Regions from separate parts of the Mus musculus genome. Here regions 1, 3 and 4 are each linked to region 2. A link is a contact called in public promoter capture Hi-C data. All regions are on one chromosome and are shown on one strand. Each heading gives the region's core, a stretch centred on a gene start, on an enhancer-like site or on the middle of the called end of the contact. The rest is flanking DNA. Distances are from core to core; before and after follow the strand shown. Region 1 holds the start of Ccin (calicin). Region 2 holds the start of Exosc3 (exosome component 3). Region 3 holds the start of Anp32b (acidic (leucine-rich) nuclear phosphoprotein 32 family, member B). Region 4 holds the start of Npr2 (natriuretic peptide receptor 2).

The links. Promoter capture Hi-C pulls out the DNA fragments that hold promoters and counts their contacts.
Region 1: a contact with region 2 is called in a promoter capture Hi-C map of pre-B cells, with 5 times the contacts expected there. The contact joins the promoter of Ccin here to the promoter of Exosc3 in region 2.
Region 3: a promoter capture Hi-C map of liver shows a contact between it and region 2, with 5 times the contacts expected there. The contact joins the promoter of Anp32b here to the promoter of Exosc3 in region 2. A contact is called at or near these places in 4 of 39 promoter capture datasets (the 3T3-L1 cell line, hippocampal neurons, liver and 1 more).
Region 4: a promoter capture Hi-C map of liver shows a contact between it and region 2, with 3 times the contacts expected there. The contact joins the promoter of Npr2 here to the promoter of Exosc3 in region 2. A contact is called at or near these places in 4 of 39 promoter capture datasets (hippocampal neurons, liver and pre-B cells).

The regions. Positions count from the first base shown.
Region 1 is chr4:43,981,715-43,985,173 of GRCm38.p6, forward strand. It overlaps Ccin (calicin), which reads left to right and starts at 1,790. Exons shown (of 1, transcript NM_001002787.2): 1 at 1,790-3,459. The coding sequence starts at 1,881.
Region 2 is chr4:45,318,872-45,322,068 of GRCm38.p6, forward strand. Exosc3 (exosome component 3) reads right to left here and starts at 1,745. Exons shown (of 4, transcript NM_025513.4): 1 at 1,400-1,745; 2 at 679-828. The coding sequence starts at 1,720.
Region 3 is chr4:46,449,079-46,452,422 of GRCm38.p6, forward strand. Anp32b (acidic (leucine-rich) nuclear phosphoprotein 32 family, member B) reads left to right here and starts at 1,848. Exons shown (of 7, transcript NM_130889.3): 1 at 1,848-2,271. The coding sequence starts at 2,218.
Region 4 is chr4:43,630,682-43,634,010 of GRCm38.p6, forward strand. It overlaps Npr2 (natriuretic peptide receptor 2), which reads left to right and starts at 1,254. Exons shown (of 22, transcript NM_173788.4): 1 at 1,254-2,170; 2 at 2,844-3,049. The coding sequence starts at 1,504.

The sequences.
Region 1 (3,459 bases), core at 540-3,039, 1.3 Mb before region 2:
ACAGAGAGAGAGACTAGGTAGTGGGGAACTGAGCTCAGCCACATAGGGAGTTCTTTGAAGTGGGGCTGGAACCTAAGTACCCCAAGCAGGGGGACAGAAGTTCTAACCCCTTCACAGGCATCACATCCAAAGAGACTATCTGCCCCAGAAGTCAGGTATCAAGATGTGTAACTTCACTATTAAAGTATAATTGTTTAAAAAAAAAAAAAAAACAAAACTTCAATTAATCCTAGCACCTGAGAGGCAGAGACAGGTAGATCTCTTGAGTTCAAGGCCAGCCTAGTTTACATAGAGGTTCCAGGACAGCCAAGGCTACCCAGAGAAACCCTGTAACAAAAACAAACAAGCAAACAAACAAACTTTAAATTACCAAGTTCCTAGATAAGGAAAAGGCTAGGTGTGGGATGGAAAGATGAATGAGAATCCAAGCCAGCAAGAGGGCTGGAGAGTGGTGGGTATGGAGCTGACAGTCACTCTGGGAGGGGCGTTCAGGAGGACCAGAAGGTCTGGAGTGAGGCTTGGAGCCCACAGTGGAGATGGGGTCTGCAGTCAGGTCCTCCTGACCAGTACAAGTGACCATATGGCACGGTTCTTCCTAAGAGGTCCCAGGGTGGCTTTGGTCATACACCATTGCCGGGCTCTGTCCACATCTGTAAAATGAGAACAGGTGTGGGTCTGCCACACTGTGAGCCCCGGGTCCAGACGTATGAGTTTCAGAGTCGCTCCTACACAAAGGAGCCCTAGGCGGGACAAAGCAGGCAGAAAGGGACGCCCCGGGGCGGGTGAGTTTCCTCTCTACGCCATTGGAGAAGCTGAGCACGGAGGCGGCGTGCTTCTGGCCAGGAGGTGACCCTGCAGCGCCACCGTGCGGCCGAAGCAGGCTCCTATAACCCGTCGAGGGCTTCGGGGATGCCCACAGCTGTGGTTATATCAACTAAGAAACAAGAACTGGCATTTATTGGAACGTTTGCTGTAAGCTAAGCGCTGTGCCTGCTGCACTTTGAAGCGAGTATTCTCATCTCACAGAAGAGGAATCTGAGGCCTGAGTGAACTGGTCTAAGAAACTCGGAGTGGAGAGGCCGAATCAGGCATTTCCCCAGCATTTTACTAGATACTTGGAAACCTGGTATGGGAAGTTTCCAAACCTGGTATGGGAGGTTGGAAACCTGGTACTGGCGTTTCCAAGTCCTCCCATCTTCCTAGGGCTGGCTGGCCCCTCCATTTCTGCTCCAGTGAGTGTCACCCACTTCTCCATGAAAACTGTATTCTGACTACAGAGATCAGAAGCCAGAGGGTTTGTCTTCTCAGACGTCCAGGAACCTTGGTAGAAAAAAGGGCCTTCAGGGCCTAAGAATTGAACCATGAAAACTGTCTGGTCCCCACTTCCTGAAGGGGTGAAAGGGTTGTAACGCCCCACACTGTGGGAGTTCCAGGTTTGCTCTGCCTCTAACTGCCTCTGTGACAGGGGGAGTCCTTCCTCAGCAGGACTTCAGCCTTCTGGTTAAAAGGGAGGCTTCTAGATCATGGTAACCTCTCCTCCCACCCTAAATTTTCCCTCTCCACAGCTGCTCTCTGCCCCACCCAAACCAGTTCGAACATTCCCGGCGAAGCCGAGGACTGTGACTTGAAAGGCCCAGGGGGACACCGTGGCCCCATTCCAGAGCTTCCTCTGAAGCTCTGGGGAGAGAAAGGCCTGGGGGCGGGGAGGGGGCTACATTATGATGACCTCATCCATTCTATGACGTCACCCTCTCTCCCACGCCCACTCCTCTCTGGTCAGCTGCTCTGCAAACAACCATCAGTACAAACCCCAAAGGCCTGGAAAAGTCTGCCCTCCGGTACCTGCTACGAATCTTCTGTCTCGGCCAACAAGAAGCACCATGAAACTGGAATTCACAGAGAAAAACTACAACAGCTTTGTGCTGCAAAACCTGAACAAACAGAGGAAGCGTAAAGAGTACTGGGACATGGCCCTGACTGTGGACCATCATGTCTTCTTCGCACATCGCAACGTGCTGGCTGCCGTCTCTCCACTAGTGAAAAGCCTCATCTCCAGCAACGACATGAAGACCACCGATGAACTCTACATCACCATCGACCCCAACTACCTGAGCCCAGCCACGGTGGACCAGCTCCTGGATTACTTCTACAGCGGCAAAGTGGTGATCTCAGAGCAGAACGTGGAGGAGCTGCTCCGGGGCGCACAGTATTTCAATACCCCACGCCTTCGGATTCACTGCAATGACTTCCTTATTAAGTCTATTCGCCGCGTCAACTGCTTGCGCTACCTCTTCTTGGCTGAGCTGTTCGAGCTCAAAGAAGTATCAGACTTGGCCTACTCTGGCATTCGTGACAACTTCCACTTCTGGGCCAGTCCCGAGGGCTCTATGCACTTCATGCGCTGCCCACCCGTCATCTTCGGTCGCCTGCTCCGGGATGAAAACCTCCACGTGCTCAACGAGGACCAGGCGCTCAGCGCACTCATCAGTTGGGTGTACTTCCGGAAGGAGGAGCGGGAAAAATACTTCAAGAAGTTCTTCAATTACATCAATCTCAATGCGGTCTCCAACAAGACGCTGATGTTTGCCAGCAACAAGCTGGTTGGCTTGGAGAACAACTCTGCCCACGCGACCTTGATCGAAAGTGTCCTGATGGACCGCAAGCAGGAGCGCCCGTGCAGCCTGCTGAGCTACCAGCGGAAAGGGGCCCTGCTTGACTCGGTGGTCATCCTGGGTGGCCAGAAGGCCCACGGTAAGTTCAACGATGGGGTGTTTGCCTATATCATCCAGGAGAACCTGTGGCTGAAGCTCTCAGAGATGCCATACCGGGCAGCCGCGCTCAGTGCCACTGCTGCTGGCCGTTACATCTACATATCCGGTGGCACCACTGAGCAGATTTCAGGACTGAAGACAGCGTGGCGGTATGACATGGACGACAACTCCTGGACCAAGCTACCTGACCTGCCCATTGGGCTTGTCTTCCACACCATGGTGACCTGCGGGGGAACAGTTTACTCAGTGGGTGGGAGCATTGCCCCACGCCGGTACGTCTCTAACATTTATCGCTATGATGAACGCAAGGAAGCCTGGTGCTTGGCGGGGAAGATGAGCATCCCTATGGACGGGACAGCAGTCATCACTAAGGGTGACCGGAACCTGTACATTGTCACTGGGCGATGCCTGGTGAAGGGCTACATCTCCCGGGTCGGTGTAGTGGACTGCTTTGACACCTGCACGGGGGAAGTGGTCCAGTGTATCACCTTCCCCATCGAATTCAACCACCGGCCCCTGCTCTCGTTCCATCAGGACAACATCCTTCGTGTACACAGCCACCGGCAGAGCGTGGAAATCAACTTACAGAAGATCAAGGCCAACAAGTCGACAACCTCAGTACCTCTGTTGCCCAACAGTTGTCCCTTGGATGTATCCCATGCTATCTGCTCCATTGGAGACAGCAAGG
Region 2 (3,197 bases), core at 495-2,994:
TGAAGCTTAAATATGGTTCCATGAAGTAACAGAAACCACGAGGAAAGACCCCTGAGTACAATGCTCTCTGTGTGATTTGAACAATCCTTTTTTTAATGAGATTTTTTTTTTTAATGAGTTCATAAGATTGTTGCCCGCTCCTGTCAAAAGTGAGACAAAGGGGTTGGCATACAAAAGATAAGAGAAGGAACAAATAAGATTGAGTGACTAAAGACCCTTGAGAGTTGAAGAAAAAGCAGCAGAGAGGCCAGCACATTTCTGGCTCAGGTGTTCAGGAAGAACATGGCTAAACTACCCAGAAAGCCCAACCTGAAAACCTACAGAAACAAGATTACTCTTCTGTCAGCTCCAGCTCCAAGGATTTAGAGCCATGATGAACAGATAGCCAATAGTGCCCATGGCCCTTAGACTAGGGCCATTTTCCTCATGGGGTGGATTCAGACATGACAGGTAAGGAGGGGGATAGCAGATGTAACTCTTCAACCCGGTAGAAAAGAACCAAGGCTGCAAACATGACATACAGCAATACTTCTGGAGCCGCAGCGCCTGAGAAACTCTTATAAACTGTCTTGGAGAACTGGTTTATGCTTTGAAGACAATTCAAGTAGCCCTCTGGATAGTTAACTTTCTCGGGAGTGGATATTTTTTCTTGTTGAAACCAAAGACTCCCATTATTACCTGCACATTTGGTCTGTTTCTTTTAGTTGCCCCTTCAAATGCCAGGTAAGACAAAGACGCTGGCTCACTCCCTCCAACATCAACTTTGAATATATCTCCAGATTTAGCGATCACTATGCCAATCACGTGGTCCCCTTTCACAGGTACATACTAAAAGCAGAATGAAAGAACAGTCATAAATAATACAAATATCATTACAAAATATCTTCTGAAACTTTCATCTAGGTTGATCAGGGTGGGTCTCAACCTATCCAGCCAACTCATACTCCCCATGTAGCTGCAACTACAAAACCGGCCCGCACCAGTCCAACTTTATGAACGTCTAATTCACACTTGATCAAGTTTCAAGTTTTCTCAGCATCCTTTACAAGTCTGGTGGCACAAGAATCTTTACATTCAAGGAAACCCACTCCATTTGACATTATTCCTAAGTGAAAGCTCTTAATTATTCTATGGGAATTTTAATTCCCTGTGATTTATTTGGACTCATTGCAACTGGGACACCAAATGGCAACCCCGAGGCTTTGGGTTTTTCAAGACAAGATCTCACGGAACCTTTCTCTCCTGTCACCCTTCTCAGGATGTGTTCCTATTGTGGTTCCTCTAAAGAAGATGCAGAGAGGGGGCTAGAAGCCACCGCGGCTCTAGATTCGCCTTAACCTATGATCGCTTGCAGGGGGCCCACTTTCGCGGCAGCGCCGCCTCTCCGACATCCGCTCACCCGCTTCTGCTGCGAGTCCACCCAGTAAACGCCGCCGCCGCCTCCGCTGGGCTCCTTGTGACGCAGGCGGCCACACTTGGTGACCAGCAGACGGTCCCCGCAGCGTCGCAAACCTGGGCCACACACTACGCGCAGCCTCGGGCGCGCACCCGCATTCAGGCGTAACGGCTGCTCCCCGGCGCCGCCAAGGCCGTCTACGTCCTCGTGGTCCGGCAGCACCAGCTCCTCCCCGGGGAGAACCACCTGATTCAGCACCTTGTGCACGGCCCGTGCTCGGCAGCCCGCCACCGACTCCGGTCCCGCGGACAGTACTTCAGCCATGGCAGGCGTCACCATCGCAGCTTCCGGTATCTACTTCCGCTTCCGCTACCCGCCCACCAGGGTCATCTCTTTCCGGTGGTTGTGGGCTTTCTGAGTTGGACTTGAGCTTGGGAGATACTCGCTTCATCCCATGGGTGCTACTCCCTGCCCTGTGTCTGTAGCTTCACGGTACCTAATGTAACAATCTCCCACCTCCTCCCACACACATCACACCTTTTCACCTACTTGAGTTCATCTCTTCAGTGGCTTGGGAACATCGGTAACTCAGGAATTCTCCCAGCTACTTCTTTGGGAGCACACTAACAGCTATGTGAGAAACTGTTAAATCCAAAACCCACAATGTGCAAGAACTTAAGAACTTACAGTTTTCTGACTTTGGGGTTATCTGTGAAACCAGCGTTTCTCTGTCGGCATCTTCAATGAGTAATTGATTCAGTTCTCCAACAGCACTGAAGGCCTTGGCATTGACTGAGATCAGTTGCTTGATGCTTTGCTGCCAACTCGAGTTTATAGATTTTTTTTTTAGGGAAGGGGCATCACAATTCCTGCAAATTTGGTAAAATGCTGGCAAGCCATTTAATCCCTGGATATAAGGGACAACTGAAATACAAGTGCCCCAGCCAAGTTGTTAATTAGTGCTATTGAAAGACTGAGAGTAAGACTCCGAGGTAGGCAGATAAGGAGAGGAGCCACGGCTAGGTAACAGGTGATGAATTGTCAAGTTGGCTAACTTCTTCCTCAACCTCAACCTCCTAACTCAATACAAGCTTAGCAGCCTCAAAAAAAGGCTGTGTAGGCTTTTGTGTAGAGGGTAGGAGGGCATGTGCTTCCAGGTAGTCCTATAGAAACCAGAATTGTTAAACATGCAGATCTTTTTCTTCAATGGAAGAAATTGACAGCTATTCACTTGGAAGGCTGGAATGGAGGTTGTTGAATACCAGGTAATTTTACCATTCTGTGGAGCTAGCTCTCACCTGAATCCCCCTTTTCCTGAGCATTTCCAGTCCATAGACTCCATCCTTATAAGAGAGATCTCATGGATTTGAAAAAGAGTTTGCTATTATGATTATAAAAACCTTTCCTCCCTAGGCTCTTCTCCTGAGCATGTTTTCTCAGTCAACAGAACCCACTCTTGTGGAAGAGGTCATGGTGCTTTTCAAGAAAACATGCACTTTGCAAGGGAGTTTAGATATAACCGTGTCCTAAGCTTTGTGGTAATAGTTGTCACAAGAAAACCTTTTTTTTTTTCTTTTGAAAGTTTTACTGTTTAAATAAGTAATAAATAAATAAATAAAAATAAACTGGAGTCAGACTCCCGAAGTTTGTACCAGCCCGGCTAAGTCATGCTGAACCACGTTTACTTCTTACTTTCTGGGGATCCGCTGGCAGCAGAGCTTGCAGGGACCCCCACACTTTTAACTCTCACCTGCAACAACAGCAAGCCCCCTGCTGATGGGCCGGTTGAACAAGTTCAAGG
Region 3 (3,344 bases), core at 598-3,097, 1.1 Mb after region 2:
CCTGTGTTATTTATGCCTCTGGCAGTGAAGCCCCTGACAAAGCAGCATGTCACTGGGACACATGCTCTTTGTTCAGAGGTGCATGCCAGCACCGACTGTGCAGGAAGGCACAGTGCCCTGTCTGTAGTCGCTCTTCCTCTGACTCTCTGGCCTTCTTTTTTGTTGTTGTTGCATGCTGTGGCTGTGCTTATTAACTACTCTGTAGCTTAATCTTATTAAACATACATTCATCCTGTAGACTGTTTACCATGGGAAAGATAACAGTCTCAACATACTAGCTAGGATCAATCCCACCATCCTTGGGAGTTACCAGACTACTCCTCTCTCGCAGACCATACCTGCCACCAACAGCACATGACACCACCTGTGGGCTACCTGTTCTCATAGGGCCCTCAACTGTTTTCCATCCAGTGTACCAAAGTAAGAGTCCCCAACGGTGACTCACTCTAGACCAGGGTGGAGCAAAAATATGGCAGATTTGAACCAGACCTATAAAGCTTAACTTTGTTGGGCTACTGGTGATGATTAAACCTTAATTCCTCATTTTTTTTCAATTAAGATATCACCAACTTCATAGGGGTTGCCTGAAAGTTAAATGGGACATAACAGCGCAAGCTCTTAAAAGCCAATGCTCGGTGATTGATTATGGAAGCGCTTCAGTAGATTTTTTTTTTTTTTTTTTGAAAAGCTTTTTGCATAGCTCAGTGAAGCCTATCAGGTAATAGTTGGAGATCTTTTGTGACAAGGAGCACAGCACTCCCTTCCTTTCCCCACATTCTCCTGTCTTAGCCTTCCAGACTACCACGGAATTATGAGTGAATCTACACCTATAACTATTCACCTTTCCCCCATAACCTACACATCTTCTTTTCTCTTGAATTATTATTTCTGAATCTGATATATAATCATTTAAAAGTTTGGGCCTCTAAGGCAAAATGGGATGATAGGAAGAGGCTTCTTGCACTAAAATCTTAGGGTAATACCTAGATGATGTTTTTCTCCAGTAAACAGTAATCTTTAGTGCCTCTGGTTAATATCAGAGGTAGGCTCCTCATTTAACACAACGCCGTGTGCTTTAAATCCAGGGACCCTTAAAATTAGACTTTGACAAAGGCTGCCAACCCAGGACTCAACTTAATGGTGACCAAGAATGTATACATCTTCCACGGGTGCCCCAAGAGATAAAAGTCAGAAGGTGGGGACTGAGGCGTCATTAAAATTACTAATGGTTTCCTTCACTAGTGGCTCACATGTTTAAAAACAGTGTTTATGTATAGTTGTTTTCTGTCTCCTTGGCTAGTTTGTAGTTTAAGTACTGATAAAGTTCTAAAGTATATTAAATTTTTTATTTTTAAAAACAAACACGTGCCAAGGGGAAAGTTTCCTGAACTGGGGATGCTCAGATGCGGCGTGGCTTGGGCAAGAGGCTGGAGCTGCCTGCCCCTGCTGATGTTTTAGTACAACACGGCGGGGAAGCGAGCACAGCCTCACCAGGGTCCTCGATGGCACTTCTAACATCACTGGACCTAAAGGCAGCGAGGTCGGGCTATGGGCCTCAAAACTGGGAGGAACAGGGTGAACCCCAAAGCCACAGCCTCTGAGGGCGCCCGAAGGCTCAGGCGAAATTGGGTCCGGGAGAGCCCGGAAGAAGGCGCGAGGCTGAGCCTGCCCGTCGACCTCCAGGAGAGCGCGGGTGCCGGTGGGGGTGGGGGCGGGGGTCCCGGCACCGGAAGGTCTTACATCAGCCAGCCCACGTGCGACCCGAGGGCCAGGAGGCGCGCGCGACCCGGGAGGCGGCGCCGCAGTCCGGGCTGAGCTTAAGGCGGGTCCCGCCCCGCCCTCCGTGCGCCTCCCAAGTCCGCGCTGCAGCCCGGGCTCCCGAGCCGAGCGGCGCCGCGCAGGGCCGAGTGGAGCCGAGCAGCCGCCGCGTCGCGTCGCCGGTTTAAGCGCAGTGCGGGGCCTTGGCCGGGGGCGGCGGTAGTGAGGCCAGAGCCGCGCTCCAGCCCCCTTTTCCCTCCATGGTTTCTCTCCGCTCCCGCGAGTAACTTGGCTCCGGGGGCTCCGCTCGCCCGCACGCCCGCACGCCGCCCGGGGACCACGCCGCCGCCTCCTCCAGCCGCCTCCCTCCGACGGCCCTCGCCGCGCAGGCCGGGTCGCCTCTCCCCCCTCCGCCCCCGCCGCGGAAAGTTAAGTTTGGAGAGGGGGGACGAGGGGAACATGGATATGAAGAGGAGGATCCACCTGGAGCTGAGGAACCGGACCCCGGCAGCCGTAAGCAGAACCCCTCGGGCGCCCGCGCCCCCCGATGACTTGCAAGTAATGGTGGCCACCTGCGGGCCACCGGGCTCCGGCCGCGGCGCGGGGAAGGCGCTGCTCGCAGCTCGGACGGGGACAGGGAAGGCGGGCGGAAGGCGCGGAGGGGGGAGCGAGCGCGCGGGCTTTAACTCTTTGGCGCCCGCGGGCCCCCGCGGCCACGGGGAGGACGGCGGGTGGAGAAGCAAACTTTGAGCCGCTCGCCCGCCCGGTCCTCTCCCGGAGGGAGCGCTCGCGCGTGTGGCCGGCGGCGAGGGCGGGCGCGGGGGTTGTGTAACGCTGGGAGCCATGTTTGCAGCCTCCCGGGATGCGCGGCCGGGCGGAGGCCGGGCCTGCCGAGGCGCCGCGCCGCCGCCAGGCCCGCCGCGGGGCCGGGCCGGGTTCCATGCGCCCCGCGGCCGACAGGGCCTCGCCGCCGAGGAGGGTGTTCGGGTCCCTGAGGGGGGCGCGGAGCCCCCCTCGGGCGCGGCCTGGCGCGGAACGGGGGAGGGGCGGGCCTGGCGGCGGAGGTGGCGCAACCGCCGCCCCTCCCGAGGCCAAGTTTGAAAAAAGGATGCGCTTCCCGCCATTTTTTCAAGCCTAAAAAAATCCAACTTTGCCCCTCCTTTGCCCGGCTCGCCTTCGCCCTCGGCCTTGCCCACGCGGGCTCCCCGGGCCAGCCGGCCCGGCACCGTCACCGCCGCGGTGGCTTCGCCCTCCCCCGCGCCGCCGCCCGGGGCCTTGCCCGAGAGGGAGGCCGGCCCCTCGGTGTGGGCGGCCGGCGGCTCCGCGCGCCAGCCGGGGCGCGCCACAGCGCCATGTTGGCGGGCGCCGTCTTCCTCCGCCGGGTGAGCCGGCCGCCCTCGCGCTGCCTGTCGGTCCCCGGGCTGCCCCCGCCCCGCGGGGCTCGTCTCCGCGCGCACTGGAAGCGCGGCGCTCGGCCACCGCCGCCTCGTCCCCTCGCGGGCGCCCTCCCCCTTCTTAAAAGGGCAACGGTGGCCGACGCGGGGCTGGGGCGGCCTGGGCCCCGCACGTGCTCCACGCGGCGGCCT
Region 4 (3,329 bases), core at 4-2,503, 1.7 Mb before region 2:
TACAATGAACTTTAATTGCTGAGGCCTGTTAGGCTTAGTCAGTCCATAAGCTCCCACCAAGTGTGGCTCAGGAAGACAAAAGGACAAGGCCCTGGGAACAGATGGCTGATGGATCCAATAGGCATAAGAGCAGAACGACCGTGGAGACAGAAACAGAGTGGAGAGTTGAGTCCCCAGGAAGAGGAGGACTCGTGGACTCCATAAAGATCCGAGAAGAATGGAGTCCTTTGGTGCCATGAGGGTCTGACTTCCTCCTGCCTGAGGAAAAGCACTCTGGCGTTGAGGAGATGGGTAGAGTTTTCCCTACCCAGGAATAAATGGATACCCAGTGATTGGGGATTTCTGACAGTTTCCTGGAGACTGGAGCATCTGCGGAAATCTGATTGAGTGAATGGACTCTAAGAAAAGTGGGGTGTCAAGGGAAGAAGGCAGGCATGAGTGAGATGGGAGCAGTCCTGTGCACAAGGGGCTTGGGGGAAGCAGAGGAAGGCCCTTACAGTATGGGGACGCCCATGAACCTCGCTGGCCTAGAGGCCCGGGGTGCTGAGCCCCTGGGGCGCTCACCGGGTGGTTTGGGGACTGGGAGGTCCCTGGGCGCCAGGCAGGGGTGGGGGTGGCAGCAGCAGCCGGAGGGTGGGGCCGGGCGGGGAGGGGAGGGGGAGGGGCGGGGTCGGGCGGCCTGCCGGGGAAGTCACACTCGGCCGCCGCCGCGGGCGCAGCGAGCGGAGACGCGCCGGGCCGAGGCGACCTGACCTGGACGAGCGAGCGGCGCGCGCGGGGGCCCAGGCGGGGGGCGGGAGGCAGCGGCGGGCAGCGCAGGCCGCCGGGCCCGGGAGAAGCGGAGCGGAGAGGAGCGGGGGACACGGGCGGGGCCGCCGCAGCTCCGGATGGGACCAGCGCCCGGGCCCGTTAGTCCAGGCAGGAGCTTCGGGAGAAGCCGTCACTGGGAGAGTCACCCCTGCCTTTCCCTCCCCTCTGGCCCAGGCCTCGCTTCGCTCCCTGCCTGCCCATGTCCCAGTCCTTCCGCGGCGGGCGCCCTCCCACCTCAGCCCGGGGCTCTGGCTTCTCGCAGCTCTTTGCTCTCCCGGCCCGATCAGCTGTGAGGTGTCCCCGGGCCGTTTCTTTGTGCCAGCCTCCCCCAAGTCCCTACCCCATCCCAGGCTCAGATTCCTCCCTTCTCGGCTTGGAATTGTCAGGCTACTTCACCTCTCACTGTCCTCATCCCGGTCGCAGGCCCCCTTGGTCTCTTCTTCCTTCTGCCACCCTATCCTTAGTCCCTGGACCTGGCTGTGGGCTGGTAGCCCACTCCTTCCCGACCCAGGTTTCCCCCCATCCTCTTCTTGCGTGGTCCCCAGCACTTTCTGTATCCGGGCCGACTAAGCTTGCCCCCACTTCTCTTCCTGGCCCTCTTCCCCAGGCTCCAGGCTGGGTGGCGCTTGTGCCTGCCCAGTAGGCCAGAGCGGCCCCTGGTTCGGGGGACCGTGGGTCAGCTGCTCTATCCCCATGGCACTGCCATCCCTGCTGCTGGTGGTGGCAGCCCTGGCAGGTGGGGTGCGTCCTCCGGGGGCACGGAACCTGACGCTGGCGGTGGTGCTGCCAGAACACAACCTGAGCTATGCCTGGGCCTGGCCACGGGTGGGTCCTGCTGTGGCACTGGCTGTGGAGGCACTGGGCCGGGCACTGCCCGTGGACCTGCGGTTTGTCAGCTCCGAACTAGACGGCGCCTGCTCTGAGTACCTGGCACCACTGCGCGCTGTGGACCTCAAGCTGTACCATGACCCCGACCTTCTGTTGGGCCCCGGTTGTGTGTACCCCGCTGCCTCTGTGGCTCGCTTTGCCTCACACTGGCGCCTTCCCCTCCTGACTGCGGGGGCAGTGGCCTCTGGCTTTGCAGCTAAGAATGAGCATTATCGTACCCTGGTTCGCACTGGCCCCTCTGCGCCCAAGCTGGGTGAGTTTGTAGTGACATTGCACGGGCACTTCAATTGGACAGCTCGGGCTGCTTTGCTGTATCTGGATGCTCGCACAGATGACCGGCCCCACTACTTCACCATCGAGGGCGTCTTTGAGGCCCTGCAGGGCAGCAACCTCAGTGTGCAGCACCAGGTGTATGCCCGAGAGCCAGGTGGCCCTGAGCAAGCCACCCACTTCATCAGAGCCAACGGGCGCAGTAAGTGTGGCCCGGGCTGTTTTAGAAACAGGGGAGGTGGGCCGCTATGTCCCTGGAGCAGTGCAACACAGAGAAATAGGCAGAGATAGGAAGGGGAGAGTTCTATGTGATGGTTGGGATGGAGGAACTTTTGAGGACAGAGCTCCTGAGAGAACCTGGCATCAGTCAGAGGTCAGCAAGGCTGAGCCTGGGGCTGGGGTTTGAGTAGTGGATGTGGGTGATGTCTGATCTGAAATGTGCACCTGTCTGTGAGCAGAGACCCCTTAGATTGGAACACAAAGCCTCTTGGTAGCATAGAGATGACTCTATGGGTTCAGGTTTGATTGGGAAAGCAGGTAAGGCTCACACAAAAATTGTGAGCACAAGTGCTTGTGAGCCTAGGGAGAGGTAGGCAGGAGGGGACGTGGGGGCTGTGAAGTCTAGCAAACACAGCTTTGGGGGAAGGAGGGGCTTGGGTCATCACGCCAGTCTCTGGGGTCTGGAGTTGGGCTCTGACTTGGACCAGATGGTCCATGTGGCCCCAGGGCACTTGCGACATGAGCTCTAAGGGGAGGGATGGGAACATCTGTTGGGTGGTCGATGGGTAGGGCACTCTCTTGTAATGGGATGACTCAGAGAGGAGGGGGGACCTGGATGCTGTCTCAGGGTGCCCTTCTGTCCTGTGCACTCCCAGTTGTGTATATCTGCGGCCCCCTGGAAATGCTGCATGAGATCCTGCTTCAGGCCCAGAGGGAGAACCTGACCAATGGGGACTATGTCTTCTTTTACCTTGATGTCTTTGGGGAGAGTCTCCGAGCAGGCCCCACCCGTGCAACAGGCCGGCCATGGCAGGACAATCGAACCCAGGAACAGGCCCAGGCCCTCAGAGAGGCCTTTCAGGTACCTTTGGAACCCAAACTAAAGATGGGAAGACTCACTTGGTTGGAGGATCTGTTTCTCCCAAGACCCTCCTGAAGGCTCTGGAATAGGGCAGGTGTGGTGTGCTATGGAAGGGAAATGGTCAGAAATGTTCTGTGTCTGGTCTCACTCTTCCTTCCTGAGATTTGTGACTGTTACCTAGTGTGCTTGCCAAGACTGACCTTGGCCGCTACCAGAGATCTTAGGATGCTTTCCTAAGTGCCAGCAGTGAGCTGGAAGGCAGGAAGGGAAAGACCTGAGC